Linked DNA regions of Mus musculus: region 2 is linked to region 1. The links are chromatin contacts, called in public HiChIP or PLAC-seq maps. All regions are on one chromosome and are shown on one strand. Each heading gives the region's core, a stretch centred on a gene start, on an enhancer-like site or on the middle of the called end of the contact. The rest is flanking DNA. Distances are from core to core; before and after follow the strand shown. Region 1 holds the start of Ctnnbl1 (catenin, beta like 1). Region 2 overlaps Ctnnbl1 (catenin, beta like 1).

Region 1 (3,202 bases), core at 349-2,848:
TGTCCTGCCTCTCTGGAGGTCACAATCTACACTTAATTGAAAGGGAGGGGAAGGACATGCAAATGAACTCTGTAAAAAGCAGTTTACATTGGCTACTCTTTAAAAACAAAAACCCAATCAGAAAGCATCCCTGTTTTGACGATCTCAACAACTTCCCAAAGTAGATAACATAAAATCCACTCTCCTTAACAACACTCACAAAGCCCACGGTGAAACCTTCTCTGTCATGCGTTGTTCTGGGCTTTGAAGATTCGAGGGTGAGGTTGACAAACTCAATCCCAACTTTTAGAGAGTTTGGAGTCCAATTAATGAGGCTGTCAAAACATAAAATGTCAACCATCAAGTACAAAATGACAGATTGAGTCTGTGAACAGTAGAGGAAGTGCTAACAGAGAGAATAATGAGGAGAGGTTGTGGCAGTTTGAGGAATAACAATTTTCTTATGTGTAGTTGGAGGTAGTTGAATGGGGTTTCTGGATGGTGTCTGTTGTAATCCCAGAAGAGGAACGCCTTGACTATCTCTCAATAATGGGCAAATTCCTTCCCCAGGAACCAACCTTTATATATATATAAATGTGTGTATGCGTGTGCTTGTGGGTCTGCACAGAGACCAGAAGAGAGCACCAGATCCCCCAGAACTGGAGTTACAGGCAATTGTGAGCTGTCCAGCATGGGTGCTGGGAACGGAAGTAGACGTCTAGAGAGCAGTAAATGGTTCTAAGCGCTGAGCCATGTCTCCAGACCCCCAGACCCTTTAATACAGCTTGGGTAGACAGGAGATCTTCCAGTTGCCACTGGGTCTTGTGTTAGTGAATACAAAGAAGCCTGGGGGAAAAAAACAAACATGATATCAATGGTTTCTCAGCCACCTATGGCCGGAAGCCATTTTGTAAGCCCAGGGGAAGCATAATGGGAACCCCAAAATGAAATCCACATATACAATTTCAGTATATCTACTAAGTACGCTTAACAAATGAGAGGAAAGTCAAATTCATTTCATAATATATCTTCCTTTACCCAGTAAGTGAAAAAAAAAAAAGGAACCAGTTCAAGTACGAAAAATCCACTGTGCATTTGATTAACACTTAACATCTTTATTAGGACTAGGCACACTTCAAGTGCCCCAGAGCCACATGTGACTAACTATGGGGCGCATAATTTCAAACCTCAGCTCCTTCCTCTCCCTCTTTCCCTCCCTCTTCTCTCCCTGTAGCCCTAGCTGTCCTGGAACTCGTTTCTGTAGACGAGGCTGTCCTCGAACTCAAAACATATGCCTGCGGAGCTCTGCCTGCCTCTGCTTCCCCAGTGCTGGGATTAAAGGCATTCAACACCACCAACAGGCCAACTTCAATTATCTGTGAAATGAGAATGAAAGAACAAAAGTGCCAGTCTCTGGAAGCTCTTTAAGGTTACCCACGAAATGCCAAGCACTCTGCTCTACTCTTGGATAACGGCCTCGCTTTTAGGTTCATCCCCTAAGTATCCGCCCCTTTCCCCGCCCCTTCAGGTTACAGGCGGAAGCAGAATTGTCAAAACGCGGCGCGCTTTACGGCAGCGCGTCCTTTTACGGCAGTGTGGCGGGCTCACCGGCCACGCGCTCTTTTACTCTATTGGTTCTGGGGCCTGGCGCTTTACGGCAGTGTGTCAGGAAAAGCCTCTGAGCGGCCCGTGGTTCGGGAGTTGAGTGGAGGCAACCAGGGTACCCTGTGCTGATTGGGTCCGGAACCATGGACGTGGGCGAACTTTTAAGCTACCAGGTAAGAGCAGTTGGCGAGGCCGGAGGGCTCCTCATCCTCGCTCGGGTAGCAGGGACAGAGTCCCGTCATCTTGCCTCCCCTCGGTCCCTGGCCCTCACTTCTCATGTCACCCGGGCTTGCATCCTGTCATTGCACTTCACTCCCCTAAGCCCTCTGGACCCTTTCGACCCCTTCCTTCTCCAGACCTGAGCCTTGTGATTTCTGTTCCCCACCCGGTAGCCCTCAGCTCCTCTTCCGTCTCGTTTCTACCAATTCACAGGGCTTGGGGAGACAGTTGTGAAGACCCCCGCCCCCCCCCCCCCCCCGGTGTTGAGCCTCAGTTTCTTTACCAAGTGTCAGTGTAGCTTTGGAGAAGTCTTTCTCCCGTCACGGAGTCTCAATTCTTCTTTTAAAATCTATAAAGTGGATGGATGTATGTGAAAGGTCATTTGAAAGTGCAGAAACCTGTGCCCACGTTCCCTGCTATTGTTAAGCTGTTTGGAAGACGGAGCTTGGAATGGGTCGGTAAGAGACCTCTCGACCTCCTTGCTCAGGGTGCTTGTGAGGAACGGGTGACCCAGAGAGAAGAAAGGACTCTCTTGAGGTCACTCAACAGTTACAAAGCTCAAGTGTCCAGACTCCCAACTCAGAGTTTTGTCCCTCTTTTGACTGCCTAACGAGGCTTCTTGTGTCCATCTTTGTTTTCATTAGCTGCAATAGGCGTTGGGACCCATAAACTGTAATTATTCTGAATTAGGAAGTACTGTAATTGTAAATCACACTTCATTTTAAAGACTTAGTATGAAAAAGGTAGTATTTTTATATTGATCACAGATCCTTGATCATATTGATTGAATATGTATGAGGCCATAATATGATGGAGCAGACTTTGGGTGATGGATGAAATAAAAAGTGGGTAAGCCAACCTTATCCACTTGCATTTTGTTCAAGGTGTGATGTTTTAAAAGTGATAGCTTTGCAGTCAAGAGTAGGCAGTGAGAACCTGTGAACTTGAGTTTAAAAGTGATAGCTCTAGGCCGGGCGTGGTGGCTCGTGCCTTTAATCCCAGCACTTGGGAGGCAGAGGCAGATGGATTTCTGAGTTTGAGGCCAGCCTGGTCTACAGAGTGAGTTCCAGGACAGCTAGGGCTATACAGAGAAACCCTGTCTCTAAAAAAAAAAAAAAAAAAAAACTCAAAAAACCCCCAAAACCAACAACAACAAAAAAGTGATATCTCTGCAGGCCAGAGTAGGCGGTAAGAACCTGTGAACCTGAGCTGTTAGCCATGGCTGCCTTGAATCTCAGTGCCTGAAAGTTGGGAGGGAGGCAGCGGCCAGTGGGTCACTGAGTTCCAGGCCAGCCAGGGGTACATACTGAGACACCCCACCACCACTACAATAAAATAAAATAAAAGGCCTGGATTTGGAGCCCCAGGTTGCCTTCCATGCCTTTTGCCTTACTAACTA
Region 2 (3,202 bases), core at 260-2,759, 100 kb after region 1:
GGGTCTTTCTTCCAGGTTCTTCTGAAGTAGAAGTAAGACCTTTGCTAGGCACCTTGGATTCTGTCACTCTGGCTTAGAGATGATAGTAGCTGTACCCTCAGGGGCCCAGTATGCACAGAGCTTCATCATAGGTAAGGCTTGCTCAGGACAAGCTTCTGCTGGTACTCAGATTCCTAATTAATCATCATGCAAAGGGAGTTCGTTCCCCAGTCTGGAAACTGCCTAGAACGTCCCCTTTTCTTTCTTAGCAAGTTTTAGATTTGTCTTACATGCTGGTTGCCTTAAGTCCATTCTCAGCCCTGTCACCTCAGGACCTGCCCCAAGCAACTGCAGTGGCAATTTAGTCTGGTGGCACAGGTAGCTCACTGCTAATCATGTGCGGTCTTGGGCACATTCTAAATTCTCTCTCTGAGCCTCAGCTGCCTGGTCTATAAAATAGTGGGACTTGAATCACCCACTCTGGCTGTGTATAAGGGCCAGATGGAAGGACAGTAGTAGTAAGACTGCTGCTGCTCTACATCCGCGTGGTGGTCCCACCAACTGTGGATTGAGAATGTGAGACCCACCAACTGTGGATTGAGAATGTGAGACACACCAACTGTCAGTAGTGAGCATGTGCAGTCTCTTTTGAGTGTGTGTCAGTCATTATTTCTCAAGCAATATAGCTTTCTCATACAGCTTTTACATTGCAGTTATTACGGTGATCTAGAGATGATTGATTGATTTGTTGATTGATTGATTTGTTGATTGATTGGCTGGAGACAAGCACCCTTGGATGGCTTGGATCTGTTGTGAGATCAGACTGGCCTTGAACTCACAAAGAGATCTGTCTGTCTCTTCTTCCTCAGCGCTGTGTACTGTGGCTTGATGATTTAATGAATATGGGAGGTTATTTCTGGATTATGTGCAAATACTGTGCTATTTTACTTAAGGGACCTTGGCAGCTACATATTTTGTTATCTCTGCCAGGCTCTGGGCCTAATCCCCTCTCAGATACTGAGAGATGGCTTTTTATGCCTATCATAGACCCTACAATTAAATAGTCAGCTTTGAAAAGTGTTAATTCTGTCTCATAACAATATTGCTGGCAGTTTTGTATATCTGTGCCTTGGCCACACAACCCAGCCCTTTCTAGAAGTCTTGGGGTGAACTTGACAATAGGAGGGCTGTATGTATGCATGTTTGTTTGTGTGCAAGCACATGGAGAGGCCAGAGTCTGTGTCTCCATTGCTCTCCACCCAAATTTTTAAGATAGGGTCTTCCACTGAGTGGCTGGTTCTAGGAATCCTCCTGTCTCTGCCTCGTCATCACTGGGACTGTAGGCAAGCACCACATGTGTGACTTTTGACTGTTGGGCAAGCACTTCACCAAATGAGCCCTGGGAGAGAGAGCTCCTCCTTGGTGGAGAGGTCCTGCTGAATACCATGGTTTCATAAGCCAGCTATGGCCTCTCAGCCAATAGGAGGGGTTGAGAAAGGAGAGCCTCTAGACTCCAGACTCTGGAGAGGAGGGGGAAACAGAACTGCTCTCAGAACCTCAAACTGCTGGTAATTGGTTCCTCTTTTGTGAGTCTGGGTGGGGAAGGAAAAGAATTATTGTAATTGAAATCCATTCAGGTTTGCATAATAAAACCTTCAGAAATAGATCTGGGGAGGCACTTAGTGTGGGGGATGGGTCAGAAAGAGCCACTTGCCCTTGGGTGCAGTAATATGACTGGCTGCCTCCTTGGATTTATAAAGAATTGCACAGTGTGTATTGTCTCCTTGGTTTTAACTACTTTAGCATAGGCAGGGAGGATAAAAGAACTGGGATCCAGAAATGGCATCTGACCTTTACTTCCTGGCTCTCTTTTAAATTCTTATTAAAATAGGCCCAATTTTCCTTGTATTGCCTCATTAGGTAGGTGAGTTATTGAGTTTGTAGCCGTTCTAGTTAATTGCGCTGTTTTAACATGGTTCCCCTGGAGGCTGTTAAGAGCTTTGAGGGGGTGAGCTCCCAAGCAGTGTAGGTGTGTGGCATGCTTGCTGGGCATGCGCGTACATTTCCACCTTATCCACAGTGACAGTGGTTGATAGCAGGTCAGTGCTTTGAAGACGACTTTTCTGTTGTCAGTGAAGGGTTTTAAGTGATTCTAGTCAACTCCGAATGTCAGGAAACATGTTGATGCCCCAGGCTTCCTGGACTTCTAACACAACAAAAGAACAGGCCAGGCTCCCATGACACTCCTCAGATCCTGCAAGGGTCAGAACAGAAAGGGCATGGCTTCTCGGCAGTCAGACATAAGGGGACTTTGGTCAGCCCAGAGGAAAAGGAAGCACTGTTACAGACTGCGGCTAAGGCATGATGGCATCCCATCCTTTTGTGCAAGCGTAGGATGGAATTAACACTGTGGTTAAAATAGGGCAGAGACCTTAGGATACGGCAGGGCTTGTGTGCACAGGGAAGATAGTGGCCTGCCAATTCTGCAGAGTCTGTCTGCTCTTCCCAGGCCCCAGCTCCATGTTCCCTGCTTCTGCCTGCCCTGCAGCCTCCCTGCTCACTTACACAGGTGTCACTTGCACCACTGGCCTGGGTGCTCCCCTCAAGTCTTTGACCTCCATTTGTCCCTGGCTCCCAGACCTTGATCCTCTTCTGTCTCCCAAGGCCTGGTCAGCACAGCTAATCACCAACAGATACACCCACATATTCAGCAGGCCTCTTCCTGCCCTGCTTCAGCACTGCTCCTGCTGCGCACAGAAGCCAGCATCCCATGTGGACCTCTGTGATTCCCCATGTGCACTTTGTTTTTTAAACTATGACTTCTACCTTATAAAAGTCTCCACCAGCTCTCTCTGTTGCCTTGGCTACCTGTGTCACCTCAGTGAACTTCTCTGCAGCCCTAATATCTAGCTCCTTGAACCCATTTCCTGAGTCCCCTCTGTCTCAAAGGCAGTAAATGAATCAGAACTCCCAGCCTTTAGCAGTCTTTTAGGAAAGGAGGAAATAGCCAAGGGGGTAAAGTTGGTTAGGTAGATATTAATCACAGAATTCCATTAGCAATTACAAAGACCTTCCTGACAAGAGGATTTCATCATTAAAGATAACAGAGCAAGGGCCTTAAAGAAGAGGAAGGTGGAGGGGAGAGGGCAAGGACCCAGCACTAGGCCAGGACATCCCCGTTGTACATCGTTCACAGCCCTCCAGCTCAGGGTCATTTTCTTTT

Evidence for each region. HiChIP or PLAC-seq counts read pairs in DNA pulled down with a chosen protein or histone mark.
Region 2: a contact with region 1 is called in an H3K27ac HiChIP or PLAC-seq map of embryonic stem cells, with 9 read pairs. The contact joins the enhancer-like site here to the promoter of Ctnnbl1 in region 1. A contact is called at or near these places in 3 of 39 promoter capture datasets (embryonic stem cells, frontonasal cranial neural crest and hippocampal neurons), 1 of 484 Hi-C or Micro-C datasets (nephron progenitors), 5 of 115 datasets of contacts at active chromatin or transcription factors (bone marrow-derived macrophages and embryonic stem cells) and 2 of 9 other capture datasets (embryonic stem cells and pancreatic islet).

What each region holds. Positions count from the first base shown.
Region 1 is chr2:157,735,803-157,739,004 of GRCm38.p6, forward strand. Ctnnbl1 (catenin, beta like 1) reads left to right here and starts at 1,599. Exons shown (of 16, transcript NM_025680.4): 1 at 1,599-1,757. The coding sequence starts at 1,728.
Region 2 is chr2:157,839,297-157,842,498 of GRCm38.p6, forward strand. All of the region lies in intron 11 of Ctnnbl1 (catenin, beta like 1), which reads left to right. Among named protein-coding and RNA genes, the nearest start is that of Vstm2l, 74 kb to the right of the region's middle. Within about 2 kb of position 1,510, at least 53 of the 459 cell types and tissues checked have an H3K27ac peak or open chromatin away from gene starts, as enhancers often do. A contact at or near this core is called in embryonic stem cells, where this site is marked.